Linked DNA regions of Mus musculus: region 1 is linked to region 2. The links are chromatin contacts, called in public Hi-C maps. All regions are on one chromosome and are shown on one strand. The core of a region is the stretch at or near the end of the contact, and the rest is flanking DNA. Distances in the headings are between cores, read along the strand shown. Region 1 has its middle 19 kb from the start of Gm29835. Region 2 has its middle 120 kb from the start of Gm29835.

Region 1 (6,043 bases), core at 3,311-5,810, 94 kb before region 2:
TGTGTCCCATAAGTTTTGGTATGATATGTCTTCATTTTCATTATATTCTAAAAAGCCTTTAATTACTTTCTTTATTTCTTCCTTGGCCAAGTTAAAATTGGGTAGAGTGTTGTTCAGCATCCATGTTTATGTGTGCTTTCTGTTGTTTTTGTTGGTATTTAAGACCAGCCTTAGTCCATGGTGATAGGGTGCATGGGATTATTTCAATCTTCTTGTATCTGTTGAGGCCTGTTTTGTGACCAATTATATGGTCAATTTTGGAGAAGGTGCTGTGAGGTGCTGAGAAGAAGTTGTTCATTTGCTTTAGAATGAAATGTGCTATAAATATCTGTTAGATACATTTGGTTCTTAACTTCTGTTAGTTTCACTGTGTTTCTGTTTAGCTTCTGATTCCATGATCTGTTTATTGCTGAGAGTGGGGTGCTAAAGTCTCTCACTATTACTGTGTGGGGTGCAATGTGTGCTTTGAGCTTTAGTAAAGTTTCTTTTATAAATGTGGGTGTCCTTGCATTTGGAGCATAAATGTTCAGAATTGAGAGTTCTTGGTAGATTTTTCTTTTGACCAGTATGAAGTGTCCTTCCTTATCATTTTTGATAATTTTTGATTGAAAGTTGATTTTATTCCATAAATAGAATGGCTACTCCAGCTTGTTTTGGGGACCATTTGCTTAGAAAATTGTTTCCCAACCTTTTATTCTGAGGTAGTGTCTGTCTTTGTCACTGAGGTGCTTTTATTGTATGCAGCAAAATGCTGGGTCCTGTTTACATATCCAATCTGTTAGTCTATCTCTTTATGGGGAATTGAGTCCATTGATGTTAAGAGCTATTAAGGAAAAGTGCTTGTTGTTTCCTGTTATTTTGGTTGTTAAAGGTGAAATCATGTTTGTGTAGCTATCTTCTTTTGGATTTCTTGAAAGAAGGTTACTTTCTTGATTTTTCTAGGGTGTAGTTTCCCTCCTTATGTTGGTGTTTTCCATCTATTATCCTTTGTAGAGCTGGATTTATGGAATGATATTTTGTAAATTTGGTCTTGTCATGGAATATCTTGGTTTCTCCATCTAAAGTAATTGAGAGTTTTGCTGGGTATAGTAGCCTGGGTTGGCATTTGTGTTCTCTTAGGGTCTGTATGACATCTGCCCAGGATCTTCTAGCTTTCATGGTCTCTGGTGAGAAGACTGGTATAATTCTGATAGGTCTGTCTTTATATGTTATACCTTTTTCACTTACTGCTTTTAATATTCTTTCTTTGTTTAGTGCATTTGATGATTTTATTTTTATGTGATGGGAGGAATTTCTTTTCTGGTCTAGTCTATTTGGAGTTCTGTAGGCTTTTTTTTCTTCCCAAGACAGGGTTTCTCTGTATAGCCCTGGCTGTCCTGGAACTCATTCTGTAGTAGACCAGGCTGGCCTTGAACTTAGAAATCTGCCTGCCTCTGCCTCCCAAGTGCTGGGATTAAAGGCATGAGCCACCACTACCTGGCCTGTAGGCTTCTTGTATGTTTATGGGCATCTCTTTCTTTAGGTTAGGGAAGTTTTCTTCTATAATTTTGTTGAAGATATTTACTGGCCCTTTAACTTGGGAATCTTAGCTCTCTTCTATACCTATTATCCTTAGATTTTTGTCTTCTCATTCTGTCCTAGATTTCCTGGATGTTTTGGGTTAAGAGCTTTTTGTTTTTTGCATTTTCTTTGACTGTTGTGTCAATGTTTTCTATGGTATCTTCTGCCCCTGAAGTTATCTCTTCTATCTATTGTATTGTGTTGGTGATGCTTGTATCTATGACTCCTGATCTCTTTCCTAGATTTTCTAACTCTAGGGTTGTCTCCCTTTGTGATTTCTTTATTGTTTCTATTTCCATTTTTAGATCTTGGATGGCTTTATTTCCTTCTCCTGTTTGATTGTGTTTTCCTGTAATTCTTTAAGAGATTTTTGTGGTTCCTCTTTAAGAGCTTATAGCTATTTACCTGTGTTCTCCTATATCTCTTTAAGGGAGTTATTTATGTCCTTCTTAAAGTCCTCTATCATCATCATCATCATCATCATCATGAGAAGTGATTTTAGATGTGAATCTTGCTTTTCTGGTGTGTTGAGGTATCCAGGACTTGCTATGGTGGGAGAATTGGGTTCTGATGATACCAAGGAATCTTGGCTTCTCTTGCTTATGTTCTTTTGCTTGCCTCCCGCCATCTGCTTATCTCTAGTGCTACCTGCTCTCACTATATTTGACTGGAGCCTGTCCTTCCTGTGATCCTGGTTGTGTCAGAACTCCTCAGAGTTATTCTAGAGGTAATTGGGACCAGCGGGACCCAGGCACCCAGGAACTGCTCCTGACCAGTGGCACAGGTTCCTTACAGTCTGAGCCGGTGCCCTGAGCAGAACTTGGATGAGAACTCTCCAGCCAGTCCCACAACACCCAGAGGAAGCTCCACTCCCAGGTGCTCTAACATGCCCAGGACCACAGGATCACAGGATCCCAAGATTTCAGGAGCTTGATTACACCAGGATCTCAGGATTCCAGAGACAGCTTGACTTCCTGTAGCTCTGACAAATCCAGGATCTCAGGATCCCAGAATCACAGGATCACAAGGCAAATCTGTAAGGAAACAGGTTGCTGTGCCCGTAACAAAGATGGAAAATGGAAGCAAATCAGTTTCTCAGTGGGTGAGTTTGTAGGTGCCACTGCTCTGTGCGCTGCTCTCACATTGCCATTCAACCAATGACCTTGGTGACATCCATGCATTTTCTTTGACTCTCTATGTCTTCAATAGTATGGTTTCCACATTCTTTCTATTCTCACTCAACAATCACGAAGCAGAATGCTCAGATGAGCTGAGGAACTGATATACTGTCCTCCAGCCACGGGGTTACATTGCTTTTCCCCATTGCTATACACACTTGCCCTATGTTTATATTCAGTCCAAACTTCCCAAGCTGATCTTTTCCTTTGTCTCCCCTGGGAAGATGGTAGGGAGGCCTCTTCCTTCAGCCCGTGTCTGCTGTATTCTCCACCATGCTGTGTACTCATTTTCATGGTATTGGCTACATTGTTATATTGTTTCTTTTCTTTTTTAGATATTTTCTTCATTTACATTTCAAATGCTATCCCCAATGCCCCCTATACCCTCCCCACACCCTGATTCCCAACCCACCCAATCTTACTTCCTGGCCCTGGCATTCCCCTGTACTGGGGCATATGATCTTTGTAAGGCCTGGTTGTTATTTTCATTCTCTTTCCTAAAGGCTAAGTTTTCTGGGTACAGAAACTTTTCCTCTGTGGATTCACTTCTATATTCTTCATTACAGACACTGGTATATTTGCCATGGGTTTGTTTTCTGTCAGTGACACATGAATAAATAAGATATAAATGGTCTCAGATAGGGTGGTAGAGATGACCTGGTGAATAGTGTACATGGCATGCAAGGGTGAAAACTTGAATTCAAATCTCAAATGCCCACATAAAGCCAAGTGAAGTATCACATTTACAGTCCCAATGTTCATATGGGGAAACAGGAGGACTCCTAGAAATTCACAAATCAGCTGTTCTGGCATCCACAGTAGTAAAGAAGAAAGAGATATTGCCTCGAACAAAGTGGATAATTAGAACTGACTCTCAAGATTGTATTTGACCTCCAACTGTCCATTTACACTCCACAGAAGAATATACATATACACATATGTATACTCTCACATTCTGCAAACACATGTACACATCAGCCTACAGACAGACAGACAGTTACACACACACACACACACACACACACACACACACACACAGTGGTACAGACATATTCTCAGATGCCATCTGACTCCTATCACTGACTGAGAAAGGCAAGAGTTGAATGGCTATAACAGGTAACAGGGTTGTTTCAGGGGTAGAGGTCAGAGGTTATAGAGATTCTCTGAGGCCAAGGGGGATCTCCATCCTCAGGTTTTTGAATGTGAGCAAAACAATTCAAGAGAAATTGCATTCAAATTAACAACAGAGAGAGAAGATGATTAAGTCAGAGAAGAAGTAGATGGATAGTGACCCTGTGGGTCACCTGCCTGCCTTTATTAAGGACATCTGGACTAAAGGCAAGGGCATTTTGGAAGCTACTTGCTCCCTTTGATGGACATATTCCTGGGAGCTGGCAGAGCCTGGACCATGTGTAGAGAGTGTGTGACCAGTGGTGAGCATACTTTCGGGTACTGCAAATGGGAACTGTCTACAGTAAAGAATTTTCTCATGTTCTGGTTTGTCACAGCAAGGCCTGCTTGCTCTCTTACCACACTTTCTGAAATGTCCTTTCAAGAGGGAAAGTACAGCTGATTGCGGAGGTGTGTTTATAACCTAGTGTCAGAGAAAGGAGCTGGGCAAACACAGTCAAATCAGATAGTCTGGGTTTTTATTGTGTTCTCTGAACCACTTTTAATAAACTTTCCTGATACTCAGTCAAAGGATGTGGTCTCCATCAAAAGTTCTTTTTAGTAACCAAATCAACAAGTGGGGAAAAACACACCTACGCAGTTCCACGTGCAGCCAACCTGAGGAGGGGTGCAGGGTGCAGGTTGCCTGCAGCCCCAGGTGCAACACACTTGTTGAGAGGAGTGCAGGGTGCCTGCATCTGCTCCCTACAGCTCATGGGTGGGGATGGGGAACTCATTCAGACCACTAGCTCCAGTTTCATTCGATGTAAAATTGTGTGTGTGGGGTGGGGGGAGGAGTATGTGTGTGTGTGTGTGTGTGTGTATGTGTGTGATCCTTTTACAGTCACAAGCTCAGGAACACAAGAGAACACTTCAGTTTGTTCTGTCCACTTAGAATTATAGCATGCTCTCCATCTAGAACTTTCTAGCCTCCACTCATTCTACAAATCCAGAGTCTAAGTAGCTGAATTCATCACCCAAATGCTTAACCCCTCGCCTTACCAAGCCTAGCCTTTTTCATGGTACCACCTGGAGGGATCAGGCTTAGGAGGAGCAGAAGGGACCAGCTGGGTTTGGGGGAAGAGATGCACATATCCCTTGCTCCAAGAGGGAGAAGGTTCCCTTTGTTTTCCTCATTCCTACCACACTACATGAAGATATGCCCTCATGTGTATAAAGACTCTTGTTCAAGAAGAGAAGATGAATGGAGAATCTAGGATAAGCTTCATTCCCTTTGAATAGTCCATCCCCAATAGCTCTTGTCTTTCTGAATTCTCCATTACATGTTTGATTCCTCCTAATCCTTCATCTATCCCACTTGATATACTCTTGCTGCCATTTGTGGTATGCTATCTCTTGTATTTGTCAGATGGACACACACACACAGACACACACACCTTTAAACTCCACAGCGTCTCTGGGAGGTATGTCTCCTGTGATGTTTGAACAGTGAAGGAAGCTGGGTATGGGAATGCTGTAATTCAGATGTGAAGCATCCCCTGCAGGCTTCCACATTGCAAACTTGGTTCCTGATATGGAGATGACAGGAAGTGGTGAAAGCTTCAGTGTGGGGCTGGGAGATGGTCTTCTGGTCTCTCAACATCTCTTTTCTGCATGTCAGTCACCACAGGAGCAGCTTCCTGTCATGCTGTACTGCCCCCTGTCATCATAGCCCCAAAGCAACAGCTCCAACTATCATGGACTGAAACCAGGAGCCAACTCCCCCCTTCTCAGAAAGTACATTAATCTTAAATATCTTGATGCAGTAATAGAAAGCTGACTATTCAACAAAAATGTGGACACTTGTGTTAAGGTTAGATCCAGTCATGGACCTGAGAGGCCACAGTTGTCTTCAAATGTTAAGGGACATCTCCTGTCCATACAGACATCAGCCTGGCTGCTAGGTTATTCTCTACACTTTATGTCTACACACTTGGGAAAATTAACCAGGCAAGACTTATTGTCCCTCAGAGTGATCTTCATGGTATCTTCACAGCTGGACAGATTGACGCCCTGGTCTGTAACCTCTGCATCACCCACTCTGAAGATGCTGTGGAACCACTGTGTTCCTCCCACACCCTTCTGTAGAAAACATGTCTTTCTGTGTCTGTAATAATACTTCTGAGACAATAAAT
Region 2 (7,007 bases), core at 815-3,314:
GCACACAGGACTTCGAGTTGCCAGTGTGCAAATCAGCTTCACATGCACTGAGGCTATTGGCCAAGAAATATTCCAAGTACTGATAGTCCCTGAAGGGGGAATTCAAACTCTACCCTGTGATTGCCATTTGTGTGAGACAAGACTCAAATTTAGACCAATGGAGAAAGAGTTAACTGAGTGTTGGCCCATCTGTTGATCTACTTAGCTGTGTATTAGAAATATTGCTGACAATAACCACAGAATGGAGACACATCAAATCGTTTGGTGAAGTTAACACTGACTCATGGGCCAAAGATAGTTCAAAGACTGTATTTGTCTACGTCTTTGAATTTTTTATACTAAGCAAGTCTTGCTTTTATGAACTGAAAAACAATCAGACTTAGGAATGACATGAACTGCTTCAGAGGAGAGCATGCAAGGTTTGGTCTAGAAAGACCCAGAACAGTGTTGTTCTGAGTCTCTGTCACCTGTTGGGCGATGTTGGTCTTCTGCAGTATGCATTCTTATATCTCTTAAACAGCGCAGGTATTTACAGGGGTGCAGTGAAGACTGGAATTTAACGTTTCTCATGCATAACTCAAGCTCATTTTCATCACCCACAATCCATCTAAATGGTACCCAGCAATGTGATAGAAGACCCGAGTAAATTCTTGTTCAGCTTCATTAACTCCATGAGAAAGCCTCTATGTGTATCCCCCACCTGGTGTGGGTCAAGTCAATAGAAGGCTGCCCAGCCTTTTGAACAAAGATATGCTCCCGTGTGCACTCTTGGGATTCTCCCATGCATCTGTTAGAAAGGATGGGGAGTATAAGTCTGCCAAAAACCTCACCATCTACAGTACCAACCTGAGTTACTCAGAAAAAAATTTAAAGTGGATAGTGTTTGTAAGCTCACCCCCACCTGGAGTCCCCCGGGGGCACTGAGTTGGAGAAGTGGGGCTGAGCTGTAAGAGCAAGACTGAGAATCATGGCAGCCCCTCTGACTGCATACCACACAGCGACTCCCCAGGATGCAAAGGCAGCAACCAAACAGCACAAATTGGAAAGAGGAAAAAAAGTGTGAAATCTGCTCTGGGCCATCAGAGGAGGCTGATGTAATCCGGGTTGACTCCAGGGACAGTAATGGTGCCAGCTATGGAGGCCACATGGCTTCTAATGAGGCCAGGCCCAGTTGCAGCTCAGAAGAGTGGGTGAGCAAGCCAAATCTCACCCAAGGACAGAAGCAGCCCTGACAGCTGGTGAGTGAATTAACTTCAGGCAAACCAAGTGGACCCAGGTGGTGGGACATTTCGAATCTTTCCCTTCTGGTGGAAACAGAACAAAACATTGCATGGAACACAGCCACCATGGCCTTTTTTAAAATTTTTCCTTTGATTTCTTCTGACAGATTTCTTGGAGGAGGGGGCAAATAAGAGGGAATAGCTCTAAGACCCACCCGGACAGACATCAGTGACATGGCAGTGCTAAAGGTTGCTTAGAAAGGGCTATTTGAGAGATGGAGCATCCCTACTGAGTGAGATCAAGGCAGTGTCCAACATGGTTGAAGGACACCTTGTCAGATGACTTAACTCTTGAGGAGAAGGACCGCCATGGATGGTAATCAGTGCTCCTAAATTGCTGACCCCAGGCATTTGCACAGACGACTTTTTTCCCCTCCATTTTCATAACTAAATGGCTGTCTTCCCTCCCTGAGCTTCTCACCCTAGAAGTGCCCTGCAGGGGCTGCCATTCTTAAGTTGGGTAGACACCTACTTCCTACAGAATTCAGCCAATAGGCTGAGCCTGGTAGTTTGAAAGCCATCCTGCCACCTGGTGGTTGTATCCCTAAATTGCAAGGGCAGGTCTCTAAAGACGTGAATTTATAAAATAAAAAACATTAAACCATTTTGACAAATGTCAGAGAGACATGAGCATTTCAAAAGGATGGGCAAAATAAAAAATAAGCATATGTTGTGAAAGAAAATAGCCTCACTGATGAGAAAGAGACCAAATCAAACGTGAGTGGGCAGACAGGAAACACAGAAAGCGAACACAGCACTGGGTGTGGGCAAGAGACACCCAGCCCCCCTGATTCTGGTTATTCCAGGAAGATCTGTCACATTGCCGAGGCTGAGGTTAGCATGGTTCCTACACAGCCTGAGGAGGCAAAAGGTTATGACAGCATTTTGGGCCTCTGCATGATAGATAGTACAGAGACCTCTTTATTAGAATGTCAGTACGCCTAGTTTCCTTTTATTTCTTTATCTCACATTTATTTGTTTATCTTTTTTTTCTGTCACCAGTTGTGCCCTGTGTTTAGATCACAGACTGCACATGCAAGTCAAAGTCACCAGGGAGAGGCAAAAGAAAACTAAGTGAGAAAATGCCCAGAGAATCCAGAGCAGCAACAGAGCAAGCCTAAGCTTCGATGAGAACAGGGATAGCCCAGCTCACTTCCAGGGCAGGTCTCACAGGAAGCAGCATCTTACCAACAGTGTCTTGATGGCGGCAAGGGGAGGGGAGGAATAACAGGATGGAACAGGAACATGGTGAGAAAGTGGGATGAGACATCGATTGTTAAAGCAGAGAGAATATAAAATAAAGGGAGTTAGAGCAGGGCAAACAGCAAAATAGAGTGGTGTACGCTTTTAGTGCCTGCATTTGTCAGGCAGAGGCAGGAGAAACTCTGAGTTTGACGAAAGCTTGGTGTCCATCACAAGTTTCAGAATGGGAAGAGTAAGCACTTAAAACTCCAGACTCCGGAAGGGGAGGCAAGTAGGCTGACCACTGGAGGTCACTGGTCGGCCATCCTAGTCTACTTGGCAGGCTGTGAGAGACCCTGTCCCAAAACAGTCAGGGGTCAGGAATTAGAGGACACTTGATAAAGGACACAACTCACTCACATGAAAACACATGCACACGTACACACATGAGAAGGGGTCCATCCTTGAAAATGCCAGAAAGAAAATATTTCACGTAGAGAGGGGGCTGAGGCCTGCAAAGGCTCACAGTAACCAAAGGACACAGGGACTTTGAAGTTCACCCTGACAAATCTGGAATCTCACTGGAGAATTTTAAACAAGAGAGCATCAGCTACCTGGAACACACAGATAACGACTGTAAAGATCACTCCTGGGGCCCTGAGAATTTCAGAGGCTCTGACTGTAAAACCCAGAGAGGCCTTCTGAAAAGCCACTGTGGCTCTTCAGGAGGAAGGCATCTCCAGAGCTCTTCAATGCCAGGCATCTACCATTGGTTTGGGGCATTTAGCTAACATATGCAGGTCATGTGAGGGGTTCCCATGGTACACACAAATGCTGGTGAAAACCTGAAGTTGACTTTCTGACTTCCTGGTGACCATTTTAGCACCATCACAATGAAAAGACACAATGCAATCCATTTGGGGATAATCACTATAGAGTGTTTTAATCCCCTAGGCATGAGGTCTGTGGTTGCCCATCACAGATTTCAACTCCTATTTTTTTCTCTTATCTCTGTTCTCCCTCCCACTTCTCAGCTTCAAGATGCCTGTCTCCTCTTTTGCTCTGTTTAGAGACAGTCTTTAGAGTAAGACCTAAGGAGGCTTGATCTGGTATTATACAGACTCTTCCAAGGGAGTCAGCTAAACAGGGAACCTGTAAACCATGCATGAGCACTGTGGCAAAGATGGCCTCACTTCTGACTCGGATCTCCAGGTTGGTCTGAGAACATATCATTTTACTTGGCTGGTTTCCAGAAAATTATTTACCTATGCTTATTTATGTGTCAGCCCATGAAGCTGGCAAACCACAAAGAAAGCCTCTTTTCCCCCACATACTAGCCAGCATTTCTGGTGTGAACCTCAGAAGAAGTGGGCAGTCTCTTCTTAAAGAACTTGAAGACCTTGACATTTTTCCAGCATAGGAATTTGAGGTCTGCCATTGACGAGAGAAAAAAAAAAAAAAGCGCTTCCAACTAGTGGTAAGAGTAAAAGTGTGTATGCCCCTCCTTAGAATTGGGAACAAAACACCCATGGAAGGAGTTACAGAGACAAAGTTTGGAGCTGAGATGAAAGGATGGACCATGTAGAGACTGCCATATCCAGGGATCCACCCCATAATCAGCATCCAAACGCTGACACCATTGCAAACACTAGCAAGATTTTATTGAAAGGACCCAGATGTAGCTGTCTCTTGTGAGACTATGCCGGGGCCTAGCAAACACAGAAGTGGATGCTCACAGTCAGCTAATGGATGGATCACAGGGCTCCCAATGGAGGAGCTAGAGAAAGTACCCAAGGAGCTAAAGGGATCTGCAACCCTATAGGTGGAACAACATTATGAACTAACCAGTACCCCGGAGCTCTTGACTCTAGCTGCATATGTATCAAAAGATGGCCTAGTCGGCCATCACTGGAAAGAGTGACCCATTGGACATGCAAACTTTATATGCCCCAGTACAGGGGAACGCCAGGGCCAAAAAGGGGGAGTGGGTGGGTAGGGGAGTGGGGGTGGGTGGGTATGGGGGGACTTTTGGTATAGCATTGGAAATGTAAATGAGCTAAATACCTAATAAAAATGGGAAAAAAGGAGTAAAAGTGTGGAGGGGGCAAAGATGGGGCCCTCTGGCTTGGCCCATTGTTCTCATCATCAGGATTGTCTGACCTTTACTGAAAGCTCTACAACACTTGTGTAGCATTGACAGTACAGGTCATAGATGGTGTGTGATACCCTGTACAGAGTTCCTCTCCTCATCTTTCCACCTTTGTCTCCTCTCACTATGCTACCCACTACTCTCCATAGTTTCATTGCTTCTGAAAAAATAAGATAAATGATAGACAGACAGATAGACAAACAGATAGATAGATGATAGATGGATAGATAGATGATGGATAGATAGAGGATTGAGCACATGTAGTATACTAATGTATATCAGACACTGCTTTTTCTGAGTCCTCCAAAAAGCCTTTCTCCTATATTGGAACCATGAACTAAGGATCCTTTACAACTACGGAAATTATCCCTTTGAAGAGTATTACAGAAAGAGCAAGGACCACGTGGAAAGCCATGTTTGGAATTGCAGAAAGCAAGCTTCAACTCTGACCCAAATCCTTGCCAATGCTGTTCAGTTGAACCAGTTAGAAGTGTCACTGAACCTTTATTTCAACATTTGCAAAGAAAAATATCAAGTGGCCCAGAGGATCTATGCATGAATGATTGGATGAATCACAGCCAACTATTACCTGAGTCAGATTCGGGACTTTATGTAGAAAATGGAAAGTTCCCTTACCAAACTGGATCAGCTCTCAAACCCAGTCCCACTCTACATTGTTTTTCTGGTTTTTAATTCTTGAGCTTAGTTGCTCTGAACAAAATCTCCCTCATTGCTGGCCCCTCTGCCGTGTGTGTGTGTGTGTGTGTGTTTCCCCCTCTCCCCTTCTTTCACTGTTTTCTATTCATTCCTTTCATCTTTCTTTCCTTGCTTCTTTTTATTTATTTTTCTTCTTCTATTATACCAAATAAGTCCTGATAAAGATGAGGATCATGTCAAGGTGAATCTTCAGTAAACAAAACCACTTTAATAAATATCAAGGCATCTCAACAATGACAGATCAACATAGATGACAGAAATTTGGTAGGAAGACATTTAGTTTCCAAAACATGTTTCAGGGAACCAAATATCAGATTAGCTGCAGATGTCCCTGTCCATGGCCATGTGTGTTCCTAGAGACAGTTAGCCCATACTCAGTTGTCCTTGTCTGGGCAGTTTTGATTAAGGAACCCTCCCTGTCACCTCTGATGGGTCTTGAAGATAACTGAGCACTTCTTGATTCCCTATATATTTGTGTGTGTTTCAGGTGTGATAGCCAAGTGTAGCCTGCCCTGCTGTCCTCAGTACATCTCCTGCCTGAAGCTTAGACTTAGAAGCAAGAACATGTCATTTCTTGTTCCCAGGCCAGGACTCCATCATGTCCATTTTTCCCATGAAGTCTTGGCACTAGCCTCTTCTTTAATGGAGGAGGCTCCTCTGGATGATACAGAGAACTCTCAGTGGGAACTAGACTTAAATTCATGATTCTCTTCTTACTCTCAATTTTCTTTTCTTGGTTGAGTGTCAAAGTCATCAGACAACTTACATTTCACATAGACTATCACATACAAACAGAAGGAACAACGCTACAGTATTTGCTGAGCATGAGGGACACAATGGCCAGTGCCAGGCACCTCACATTATCATAGCCCAAATGATGCAGTCCAACTTTAGGTCCAGTGGGACTGGGGCTCACATGACATCTTTATACATCTCAAGTTACTGACAAATGCTCTTCTGCCCCACTATTTCGTGAGTTAGTTGCTTTTGTGGTATGGATGTGTTACAGTTTTTCCAGCCACAGAGCTGCCACACAGGCTTGTAGTCTTTGTGTCACATACTATTAGATTTCTGTCCTTTTCATAATGTGCTGATAGTTTTATGTCAACTTGTCACAAGATAAAGTCATCTAAGAGAATAGACGCTCTCGATTAAGAAAATGCCTCAATAAGACAGGCTGTGGGCAGGCCTGTAGGGTTCTTTTAATTGGTGATTGACTGGGAGGGTGCTACTGTGGGTGGTTCCATCCCTACGCTGGTGATCCTAGTTTCTTTAAAGCAGGGTGAGCAAGCCAGTAAGCAGCACCCCTCTATGTATTCTGTATCAGCTCCTGTGTCCAGGTTCCTGCCCTGCTTGAGTTCCTGTCCTGACTTCCTTTGATGATAGCATGTCATGTGATGGAAGTATAAGCTAAATAAACCCTGTCCTCCCCATCTTGCTCTTGATTATGGTGTTTCATCATACCACCCTAACTGAGACACACAGGACTCCCAAACACTTTTTAAATTTTAAACACAATACTTTTGTACAAATCTCTGTGACCATACAGAATTGAAAGTGCTTCCTGTCATACATTCTGTTAGCTTTTGGTCATTGTGGCAAAAAAAAACCAAAACGAAAACAAAAACAAAAACAAAAAACAAAAAACAAAAAACAAGAAAAAAAAAACAAACAAACAA

What was found. Hi-C and Micro-C count contacts between places; a contact is called where the count stands out from the background.
Region 1: a contact with region 2 is called in a Hi-C map of CD8 T cells, with 2.6 times the contacts expected there. The contact joins two enhancer-like sites. A contact is called at or near these places in 1 of 15 datasets of contacts at CTCF or cohesin (CD8 T cells), 8 of 484 Hi-C or Micro-C datasets (CD4 T cells, CD8 T cells, Th1 cells and 2 more) and 3 of 115 datasets of contacts at active chromatin or transcription factors (CD8 T cells, embryonic stem cells and memory CD8 T cells).

Annotation. Positions count from the first base shown.
Region 1 is chr12:25,957,213-25,963,255 of GRCm38.p6, reverse strand. No RefSeq gene overlaps it. Among named protein-coding and RNA genes, the nearest start is that of Gm29835, 19 kb to the left of the region's middle. Within about 2 kb of position 4,560, at least 24 of the 459 cell types and tissues checked have an H3K27ac peak or open chromatin away from gene starts, as enhancers often do. A contact at or near this core is called in CD8 T cells, Th1 cells, Th2 cells and 1 more, where this site is marked.
Region 2 is chr12:25,859,373-25,866,379 of GRCm38.p6, reverse strand. No RefSeq gene overlaps it. Among named protein-coding and RNA genes, the nearest start is that of Gm29835, 120 kb to the left of the region's middle. Within about 2 kb of position 2,064, at least 27 of the 459 cell types and tissues checked have an H3K27ac peak or open chromatin away from gene starts, as enhancers often do. A contact at or near this core is called in CD8 T cells, Th1 cells, Th2 cells and 1 more, where this site is marked.